Linked DNA regions of Mus musculus: region 2 is linked to region 1. The links are chromatin contacts, called in public ChIA-PET maps. All regions are on one chromosome and are shown on one strand. The core of a region is the stretch at or near the end of the contact, and the rest is flanking DNA. Distances in the headings are between cores, read along the strand shown. Region 1 has its middle 76 kb from the start of Kynu. Region 2 holds the start of Kynu (kynureninase).

Evidence for each region. ChIA-PET counts read pairs in DNA pulled down with a chosen protein or histone mark.
Region 2: a contact with region 1 is called in an H3K27ac ChIA-PET map of liver, with 3 times the contacts expected there. The contact joins the promoter of Kynu here to the enhancer-like site in region 1. A contact is called at or near these places in 4 of 39 promoter capture datasets (the SN4741 cell line, liver and macrophages), 6 of 484 Hi-C or Micro-C datasets (the G1E-ER4 cell line and liver), 4 of 115 datasets of contacts at active chromatin or transcription factors (hepatocytes, large pre-B cells and liver) and 1 of 9 other capture datasets (liver).

Annotation. Positions count from the first base shown.
Region 1 is chr2:43,476,665-43,482,491 of GRCm38.p6, reverse strand. No RefSeq gene overlaps it. Among named protein-coding and RNA genes, the nearest start is that of Kynu, 76 kb to the left of the region's middle. Within about 2 kb of position 2,336, at least 2 of the 459 cell types and tissues checked have an H3K27ac peak or open chromatin away from gene starts, as enhancers often do. A contact at or near this core is called in hepatocytes and liver, where this site is marked.
Region 2 is chr2:43,551,981-43,557,807 of GRCm38.p6, reverse strand. It overlaps Kynu (kynureninase), which reads right to left and starts at 2,483. Exons shown (of 14, transcript NM_027552.2): 1 at 2,399-2,483.

The DNA of each region.
Region 1 (5,827 bases), core at 1,087-3,586:
GTGTATCAACTAATCTGCATTTAAGAAAACACAGAGGCTTAGCAAACCTGTAAAATTTTAATAAACCATTTACATTTCTACTGTAATAAAACCTTTATACAACTTACAATGTTGTATCTATTTCTACAGCAAATGACTTTATTAATTTCAAGTGTCTGTAATGATGACAGCAATTTTGTATGCTAAAAATGTTAAGGCAAGTTCTAATTTTTAATGGCCCCATATGTTATTTTACACAATGTTACTGAGGAGTGTTGATCTTGAGCTAGGTTTGCTAGATACATACCTGAAATCCCTGTGTGTTTTCTTAAGTGAGATACAGGAACATTTAGAATAACTAGAGCAGTAAATTTTAATCAACCATTTACATTTCTACTGTAAGAAAACCTTTTATACAACTTACAATGTTATATCTTTATTTCTTTATAATATCGCAGTCAAGGATTGGAGTTGGAAAAACTATTTTTAAGGATTCTCGATTTTAACTTTACTCATCTCTGGATTTTAAAACAGTGATGACCTCCTAAGGTCGCTTTGAGGTGTTAATGGCATGATAAGTAGTCTTCATACTTGCAGGAGTGTTCAAACTGTTAACAGTGCCACACGATGTTGTCATCTACAAAGTAGAAATCCAAGAATGCCACACACAAGTTAACAGACATTTGTGGATGCACAAATGCATGCATGCATTCATGCATGCAGGTATGCACCTCTGGAACTAGAGACATGGTACAAGAGAAGGACCTGTTCCACAAACATGGTGGTATAACTTCATATCCCCTGCACTCATTGAAAACACCAGTACTTGGGGGAAGGGCATATAATCACAGCATGCAGAGGTTGAGGCTGCAGGTTTCTTGGGGAGTCAGTGACTCTGGCTTTACTGCAAGACAAAGTGAAACTTGATTGAACAGGACACCAAACATCAAATTCTGGATACAAAACATGCTCACACAGACATAAACATGTGCGTAGACACACAAGAATTCATGTAATGAAGATCTAGGTTACTTTAAAGTACTTTAGGAATTTTGCTAAACACTTAATGATGAATTTCTTTACTGTAGTTTCATGAAATGCAAAGAAGGATATAGAGTTGTTTCCCACATTTTGTACAAACTCTTGCTAGCTCTGTGATAAGTAGTCTTTACTTTGACCATTGACCATCTTGAAATGATGATGAACTGTCTCTAAAACCACCCTGTCTGTTGCTGCTGTATAGACTTACCTACTTCACTGTACATCCAGTGTGTATGTGCGGGTCTTCTTTATTCTAGACAATGCTCTGACTGAAGTTCTACTGGCTCCACCCAGCTCTTGAAAATGCTAAAAAGAGGAGCTAATAAGGGTTTTAGGATGCATGAGACAGTTACAGGGTGTGCATATCCATAGTGGCCACCTCAACAGAAAGCTCTGCCTGATTTTGTAGCATTTGTAGTCAGTTGTTAAAACCAAAGTTCTACCTCATGAATGTTGACATAATCTGATGTTAAAATAAACTTGTCATGCATATACATTTCATTACTTCCTATTAATTCGATACTTTGCTATCAGCCTCACTCACCACTGGCCTTGTCCAAAAATTGTAAAAGCTGTAGGAAACAAATATACTGTAAACTCCTAAAGCTAGTCACACTGAAATTCAAGATGATTCTTTCAGTGAAAAATCCCCTTATATTTTAAATTTATTATTTTATATGCATGAATCTTTCGCATGCATGCATCTATGTGTACCAAATATATGCCTGGTGCCCATGGAGGTCAAGAGAAGAGGATGATATAATCCCTGAAACTGAGCTTACAGGTGAGTGTGAGCACCTTTTGGACGGTAGGAGCTGAACCCAGGTCCTTTGCAAGAGCCTCAAGTACTATTAACAGCTGAGCCCATGGCAAAAGTTTTAACTTCAGGATTTTAGAGTTTTTGAAGCAGGAAAAGAAAACAAACTAATCTAGTCTACTTTGGGTAGAAATGAGATGGAAAACAGAAGTCAGTGTTTATTAACAAGGCTTCCTTGTGCAAAAGGCCAAAAGCATGGTGGCTAGTGAACAATGTCTCGGAGAGCTGTGAGAGAGGCTCCAGATAAAAGACAGAAAACCTTTTACCTCAGGAGCAGTGTGCTCCCTGTATTATTATTGGATGTGTTTGGGTGCTTCCTGCAACAAACATTTACATTCAATTTTTAAGACATGTTGTTGTTATTGTTGTTGTTGTTGTTGTTGTTGTATGTGGGAACATAGCTGTAGAATCCATTCTGGTGAAAGGATAGGCTGAGTGCTGTCCTCAGTGCACCTTGAGCCTGGATATGTCCTTCAGCCTTGCTTTCATTCTTTCCCAGATATAATCTGCATTACATCCCAGGCAATTGTGTTTAAACTGGTCTGTCCTAAGTGTTCTGGGAAAGGGCTACTCTGTTAATATTTAATATTTGCTTGCTGGTGTTTATTTACACGTTTTTCTGAACTCAAGCAACTTCCCTTGGATCATTATTTTCTTTGTTACATCTGAGTATAAAAGTAAACTGAAATGGAAGTAAAGTTGTGTACAGCATTGAACTTTAGCCCCTCCCATCCTTTAAGGCTTTCAAATCCCAGTTCTTACAGATAATTCAGCCCATAGGAAGAATGGGTTCAAAGCAGTTCACTCTAACTGCTACCCAAATTCAGATACACGGTTCCTTTTGGCTGCTTCCTTCTTCCTGCTTACTAAATAAATGCCCTTGGAAGTTTAAACCGCATGTGATATAAGTGAGTAATAAATTCTGAGCCATTTCAACATGGTTCTGAAAACTGTCCTCTCTAAGGAATAAGAAATGGAAAAAAAATTCATTATATTATACTCCCAGGTCCTATAGACAAAATGAAATGTACTTCAGGCCTAGGAACATGTAGGGAGAGCTGCCAAGAGTGCAACTAATCCAAGCAGGTGGAGAGGAGAGGAGAGGAGAGGAGAGGAGAGGAGAGGAGAGGAGAGGAGAGGAGAGGAGAGGAGAGGAGAGGAGAGGAGAGGAGAGGAGAGGAGAGGAGAAAAGAGACAAGAGCAGGGTCCAGCTTCTCTGGAGAGCACTTCAGCAGCAGGGGAGAATTTAGCACATACACAAAGATGTGCAGATATCTCACTGGATCAACACTTCCTAGTTCCTAGTCAGGGAAATATACAAAATGGAAATTGGGAAGAGCTTTATCTGATGGCAAGTCTTATCACTTATCACAGTGTTCTGGATGGGTATCCAGTTTGCTTTGGGGGGATGCTGAGGTTATAGAAAACGAAGCTACAACATCTACAGTGTATCAGTACTTTTCTCCTTCCTTAGATGCGTTAAAGAGTAAATTGACTGAGTTAAAGAGTAGATTGGCTATTTCATCTCCTTTCATTTCCTTTTGTTATGTTTTTTGTCCAAGGTCTTCCCATTTGAAAAGTAGTAGGAAGCTCAAATATCCATGTCCTTAGAAAATCTTTCACTGCAAAGTAGCTGATGGACTTCCAAGCCATTACCCATGTGACAATGCCACTGCATTCACAAGCATATTGCTTCATAGAAACAGAGGCACTGTCACTCTCAGAAATAACAATCAACTTCACTCACTCAGGTTGGGCAAATGCTGTATCACCCATTTTTATCTTTCTTGTTTTTAATCATTTTGAGAGAGAGCAGAAAAACCAAGACAGTGAATGGATATGAGTTTGTTTTTTTTTTTTTTTTTTTTTAACAGAAATCAAGCAAGATAGTGTGTTCACTGTATTTGATTTAGGTGAAAAAAAATCTTTTTTTTTTTTTTCTTGAGGGTGTGTTTCCTTCTCTAGACTTTGCTCCCATTTTGTTTAATCTACTACCTGGGAACTCTATCTGTGACTTCATTCTGCAGAAGGTCACATATAGAAGTTTCTTTAAGCAAAGTAAGTGCTCCAAGATTGTAATTTCTTGAAGAACTAAAGGAACAGCTAGTAGTGTTCTTTTCTCAATATCTTGGGAGGCATCATAGGTGCAAGGATTTTTCCTTGATTCCTATTTATTTAGAGTAAATAGTAGTTATTAAGTAGTCAGAAATACCTCTTCTATTGCAGTATGCCAAAATACCAGTGATTCTATGTACTGGAAATAGTCCAGGACAAGCAATGATTTTAAATCAGATTTCTGCCTTCATGTATTTAATTATACACACTAAGAAAGGATGCTAGAGACAAGATTACAAACATCAAACAGCTTTATCCAATATTTATTAAATGTATTGTGTAGGGATTTCCATGGCTTATTTAGCTATCAACCTGCTCTAAGACAATATTTATACTATTTTAAAATCCCAAGCCCAATAAAAGAGAAATCCAAGCACAACACTTTTCACTAGAAGCCTTACATATAAAATATCTTTATGCCTTAGCATCTGGTACATCTGAAATGAAGACTGAGGGCTTCCTCTGTTTTTCAATTTACATATTGACTCAGATATGACAACAAGCTTCTTATATTTAACACAGCTTTTTCTATTAGTAAAATGTCAATCATACTTGGAAGTAAGTCTGAATAGGATCAATATCTGTAGTCAAACTAAAAAAATAATTGCAAGGTTGTGGGAATGTTCCTGTGAACATTCCTGTGAATGAATGTTTCCCCAAAGGCTGGTATATTAAGAGTATGCTTGCCAAGTACTGGGGCCTGGAAAATGTTTGGATTCTGATGTCTCTGTTTTAATTAAGAAGTTAATCTGTTGGTAGATTCATAATTGTGAAAAACTGTGCTTTACTGGAGAAAGTAAATGCTTGACCTCAATGGTATATCTTGATCTCATGTTCTTCCTGAGTTAGTTTCTATGATTCTTGTCCATCCATCATAAGAAGTTTCACTTTGCTTGGCCTTCCTGTGAATGGACCCAGAAACAAGAGAACTACATGACTTAGAAAAACTATACCTGTGAGTGAAAATCAATTTTACTCCTTTATATAAATTTGAATATTCTGTCACATTGAAGAAAATGAAGAAATTGAAGAAAATGACTTCATCCACCAATGAAGTTGGTCTTTCCTTTTTTTCATCCTTTTCTGTTACATTAAAGAAAAATTTTTCATTACTCATCCTTTCTTTAATTAGATATTTACTTTATTTACATTTCAAATGTTATTCCTTTTCCTAGTTTCCCCTCCAAAAATCCCCTATCCCCTACCCCCTCCTCCTGCTCCCCAACCAACCCATTCCCTTTTCCTGGCCCAGGCAGTCCCTATATTGGGACATAGAACCTCCATGGGACCAAGGGCCTCTCTTCCCATTGATGACTGACTAGGCCATCCTCTGCTACATATGCAGCTAGAGCCACATAATCCCTCCATGTGTTTTCTTTGATTGGTGGTTTAGTCCCAGGGAACTCTGGGGTTACTGGTTAGTTCATATTGTTGTTCCTCCTAGGGGGCTGCAAACCTCTTCAGCTCCTTGAGTACTTTCTCTAGCTCCTTTATTAGAAACCCTGTGTTCAGTCTAAAGTATGACTGTGAGCATTTACTTCTGTAATAGTCAGTCACTGGCAGAGCCTCTCAGGAGACAGCTGACTCGAATCAGCAAGCTCTTTTTGGCATCTGCCATAGTTTCTGGGTATGGTGGTTGTTCATGGGATGGATCCCCAGGTGGGGCAATTTCTATTTCTGGATGGTCGTCTCTTCAGTCTCTGCTCAGAACTTTGTCTCTGTAACTACTTCCATGGGCATTTTGTTTCCCCTTCTAAGAAGGATTGAAGTATGCACACTTTGGTCTTCCTTCTTCATGAGTTTCATGTGTTTTGCAAATTTTATCTTGGGTATTCTGAGCTTCTAGGCTAATATCCACTTATCAGTGATTACTCA
Region 2 (5,827 bases), core at 1,234-3,733, 75 kb before region 1:
CTCAGCACTTGGGAGACTGAGGCAAGAGTGTTTCCTTCCTTTCAACATCATCCTGAGTCATACAGTGCCTTCCAGGCCGGCTTGTACTACATAATATGGCTGCCTTAAACAGCAGCAACAGCCATCTAAAAATGGTCTTCCTGGTTACTTACAACTATTTTAGCATACGACAAAGCGATATGAGAAAGCCATGGGTAATGTGAACAACTGTAGACACCTTCTAAATGTGAAAAAGGTAGCTAGCTATTCAACTGCTGATTCTACAAATGTTTATTGAGCATCTACTATGACTCAGGCATATAACTCTGAAAAGGTAAAATAATGCTTCTGACTTCATGGCAACAATGCACATCATGTTGGGTGTGGTGGTGCATTTCTAGTATCTCAGTAATCTTACTGGGGAAGACACTGAAGGATCATGAGCCTTGATGTTATAGCAAGACCCTATCCCAAAGCAAACAAACAAGAAATGTGTTAGTATGTTTGCAACAGATTTAAAAGTGGGCTCAGAGGCTGAGGCAATGCTTATAGCCAAGTGTATCTGAGAGTGCAGGACAGACGGGGCCTCTCTTGAGAAGGCACGCAGTCAGACACACAGAGAAAAACCCCTCCTCAGAGGAAGAAAACCCCATTTTCAGAGGAAGAAAATCCCCTGCTCGCAGGAGCCTCTCATTTCCTTTTAGTCTGTTTTCTGAGTATGAAAATCAATGGCTTTCAATTATTCTCCTTTTCTCTGTTTTCTCTTTTCAGTTCCACATAAATTCTATACAGCAGCTTGGTCTGCAGGGGAATTTATTTCCTTTTTAAAAAGTACTTGGGAACAGAGCATCATGATGCAGCTTTGGCTTATCTGGAGTCCATGTATCTCCTGCTTCCTAATCCTGGGGTTGCAGGCACAGGCCTTTATGCCTTTATAGGAAAATCTAATCCCTTGAGTCAAAAGTGTAGCTCTTTACACTCCTGGGCTTGTTCTATTGGAGATAGTAGTAGACACAGGGATGTCTTCCCTGAAATGGTGTTTCCTTCTGGGGCACCCCTCTGTTCACAGGGTCCCGCAGGCTGCAATGCTCATTCAAGGCCTTTGCCTCAAGAGAGAGAACTGATTAGCTCGCACTAATTGCTACCTAATTCTGCATTCATACCACCAGCTAAGACAATTAATACTTCAAAACATCATTTTACGCCTTGTTTAGGCTTATCATTTGCAAGTAAATTGACATGATCCGTTTGAAAATAAAGACATTAACTCCTAGTTTATAATAACTGTCAAATGTCATATCTCATGTATTTAGCATGGTATAATTTTACAAGGGTAAACGAACATGTCATGTGCTGGCGTGCAGGTCACCTGAACACTCTTCGGCCATTGTTATATAAAATAAAGCTCAATTTAACTTTTTAAAGAAGACTACAGCATCAAGTCACACTCACGAGGCATGCCCATAATAGTTTTAAAGATTAGTGTTTGTTGATGGAAATTGATTTTTGTCCTCGAATTATACTGAGGCTTGAAATTTTGAAAATTCCGTCTTCGTGGTTTTATTTATTAGCTGCATTTTCCCAGGTAAAAGATTGCACTTACCAAAATCTGATCAGTTGTAATGAAAGAATAACAAATTAAAGATCTCCTCCTGACCCTGCCGGTCTAAGGTCAACCAGGTCAATCAGTAACCCAGTCCTCAGTAGCTAATCTTTGCACAGCAAAGGGTCATTCCCACCCTGAAGTGAGGAAATTGGATACCAAGGTCAAAGTTTAGAAGCTAGTAAAGATACATTCATACTTCACTGGGGGAAGTAAAAAGTTGATATACACCTGCAACAAAGCCTGCTTCTGTAGGACTCTCGCTGAGAATTATGTGACATCACAGTACAACCAGCCTAGCTGAGCAATAGATCCTGGAGTTTGTTCCCACATTCCTAACGCTGGGAAGAAAAAAAAACTGTCTAGCAAATACAGGAAAAAAAATCTATTCTTAGGCCAAATGCTCTAGAAAATAAAAGGGGAAGAAAGTCCCCCTCAAGAAAATCCACTTTCACTTCTCTAAATGTTAATGTGACACACAAACATACAAAACCAGAAATCAGAAAGCTCCTTTAAACACGGCTTTTCTTTACCTGGGCTTGTTCTCCTGACCGTTTAAACCCGCAGTGAGGGCTGGCTAACCTGCTGGGACTGCAACCTCATCCGTTCGTTCTCTCTAGCCTGGGTTTCGAGGCACAGGCTTTAAGGGAGGTCATGCCGGGTTTGTTTATGAAGATCATTTATACAGTAAGAAAAAAACAGAAAAAGAAATCCCCAAAGGACTGTACCCTATTAGTAGAGAGAAGTTCCATTTGGAAAAGTACAGGAGAAGCGAATGTCTGTTTATCTTCAGAGCCAGACCTCTTCTCTGCTTACCTGCTCAGATCCAGACAGTAGTCTTCAGTACCTTCTCAGAGGATGCTGGATCTTTCTTTGTCCCCAGCTAGCCAAAGAACTGCTCACTTCTCCACCCTGTGGGGATTTTGCCTGTCAACTTTAGTTCCTCCCACCCTGTTGAATCAGGTTGCAAATTTCTAACCACTGACACAAGCTAAGCAAAATGCTGCCCCTCCCCCAGCCCCACCCCAGGTTGCCAAACATCTGGCTCTGCTGACAGCTTCTTCCAATTCTTCCTTGTGGGTTCTAGACCCCTGCAGAGACTTGCTTGACCTATGTGGAGCTCTGCTGTGAGCACTGTGTCAGAGAGCTGAACTCCAACATCTGCCTTTATTTTCAATCTGTGCTCTGAAACATCCCAAACCCAGAGGAATGCTCTCCTTGAACTCTGGACACATTTCTCCTGGATTTTGAGACAATGAACCACTGATCAACTTTGATTGCAGGGTTTTTGACTTATAGTGAATACAGGTTTTATGCAAAAGTTTAAAATAAACTGTGTGTGGTGGTACCTACCACTGACTCAAGTGCTCAGTCCTAAAGGCAGAGGACTTTGCTGCAAAAGAAAAATTAATATAGTCCACTAATTCCTCGAAATATTTTACTGCCTAATAAATGGACTTTAAAATTTTTGAGGTCATAAATCTTGATAGTATGATTAACCACAGAAAGAGTTAGAACTTGGAAATCCAAATGAAAGGAAGCCTGGAAAATATTATTAAGGTTAATTATTTCTTTAAATGCTGATCCTTGAGCTGCCTCTCCTGTCCTAATCTGAGCTTGGATCCTTTGAGGAATACCTATTAGGCATAAAAACTAAGACCCAAGATTTTCAGAATAATGACAACAGAAGAGACTGCCTCGGTTGCTGCGTGTTTGCTCCTGTGCCTTGTCTAAGCCCACAGCATGTCACCCTCTGCAAGGCCCTTTTCAGTCCTCTCTGTGTGTCCTCACTGTAATCCTGGACAAGTCACTGAACCGTAGCCCAAGCTCAGGCTCCTATCTACCTGATAAACAGAAAACACATCTTCCTTACAAGATTATTGAGAGAGAAAAACAATTCAAGGGGAAAAGCACTGTACCATGACACATAAATCCATTCGACACATTCTTTTTTGTCATCAAATTACCCAGACAAAGTGTACTGTCCCCAACTTCTAGAAGAGGACAATAGATGCCATGAGGCGACTTGGAGATACTTTACTGACCACTGTTAAACTCATAAACTACAAAATTCTCATTTGAATTGGATCAAAAAATCTAAAGCTTGTAATATGTCTATTCATTTTCCATCATCTCGTGTCTTGTGTCACTAGAAATTTAGAAAATTTGTTCTGCTCTGCAGGAGAGAACGCCATATCCCCATGTTGACTAGGTTTGAAGAGAAAAATAAAGACAGACAGGTCACAGTCTTGCTGCCATGGATTTGGTAAGTCTTTGAGCAATTATTGTAGTGCGTGCAGACTCTGCACCTGAGGCCTGGTTCTGTTCATCGCTCCTATTTTTCTTTCTCCTTCTTGTATTCTGTCCTTTCACTTTACCCCACTGGTTATATTTAATAATTTAAATTATTTTCCAGTTCCCTTAAATGTTCAATATTACGAAATTATCATTGTATTTAATTAAAAAAAGTTTTATGATATGCACATGCCACTTTGGTATAGACAGTTAGAGCAGGGGAAATCTATTGTCCTGACAGGTAGTCTTGGATTTGCATCTCATTATCCAGAATCAGGGAGATATATTTTGCTCAGAGTTGTGGAGCTATAACTGCTCTGGGTTATGGTAATCTTGCATGTCTAGCTGGACACTAAGCAAGGCATAGCTCTGGTTATATCTTGTTATCCTAAATAACATAAGTCTGAACTTAGAAATGCTTTCCTCTAGTTTGTACCTTTATGTCAACCGATCTTCATTTATGACATTTGAATCCTCATTCCATTAAGGGTCATTCCCTTGTGTCTATTCCTACTTTGTGCATATGTACACGCTCTTGGCTTCAGGGATGCTGGGGCTTTTGGTTGGCTTTGAACTCATGAGCTTCTACATTGGAGATTTTACCCTGTTATGTAACACTGTTTTTTTTATTTCCTGATGTATATACAATAATAAGAACTCTGCTATCTATCTATCTATCTATCTATCTATCTATCTATCTATCTATCTATCATCTATCTATCTATCTATCTATCTATCTATCTATCTATCTATCTATCTATAGTTTATCTACTTATCACTAGTCTATCATCTATCTTCTAATTACAGATATCTTTTGTGTTGTACAAAGGGTATGTTTTCAAATTCTCTTCTGTTCTGTGACATACAAATTGACTTTATTATCTCACAACATTCCTTTCTTTTCTATCCATTCCCATGCTTTTCTTGTTTGATCATCAATCTTTAACTGGAAGTCCTATAGTAGTTTTGTACCTACTGGGCACTTTGCATTTCTGTCTCATGAATCCATTTTTGGAACCAAAGTGTAATTTTCTCTGGCAAGGCTCAACATGGCTTCTTCCTGCCTATTGCATTCTCCTCAGGAAAATCGACACCTTAACTGGGTTTTTCACTCAATTTCTTTCCCTTGTGTTTTTGCCTATTTACAGATGAGAAATTTGGAAATTTTTCCCTTCCTGCTTCTTGAAGTACATTCTTTTAGGATTTGGCTAAAACAGCTTAGTATTTATCAGACTTTCCAGTAAGCAACCCCTGAGCTTTAAGAGATCAGATGTAGGATAACAAGAGACAAGATACCTGGTTACCCTAGTCTGTCACTATCTATCTTCTCAGTATACAGAGATGGCTATAGATAACATTGCTTCCTTTAGTTTTCGCAGAGATTCTTCACCCTTTCGATCTTACTCTATGTAGCGTCTTTCCTGATTCACTGTTCATTTCAACTTTGTCTCAAACTTTTTAGCAGAGTTGTAAGGAGCATGTTAGGATTAGAGTGCGTGCTTAGCATGCTTGCGAATCTGGAGTCAATCCAGGACTCTCAAATTATATTTTATAGCTCATGAGTGACATATTAACTAACTCTGTACACGTTCTAAAATATATTTTTGTTGTCCAAATGACTAAATGTTCCCGTATATCATGCAGGAATAATTTTATTGCTATTAATTTGTAGGTGACGTTCCACTTTCCTCCAAGCCAGTGTTAAAATGAGAATTCAGGACTTTGTGGATTTTGCCTACAGGTTTATACTATTGAAGTTCACATTACAGTTCATGAACATTTAAGAATAGACTTATAGTCAACTCTTTTCATTATCTGCCCTGCTTTCTAGAAATAAATGAGTACTTTAATTCAAATGGTTTGGAATTCCATTCAGGGTGACTGAGAGATAAATGGCATTGTGGTTCCCACACACCACTGAACTCAACATTACTCTTCCGATGAAAAGAA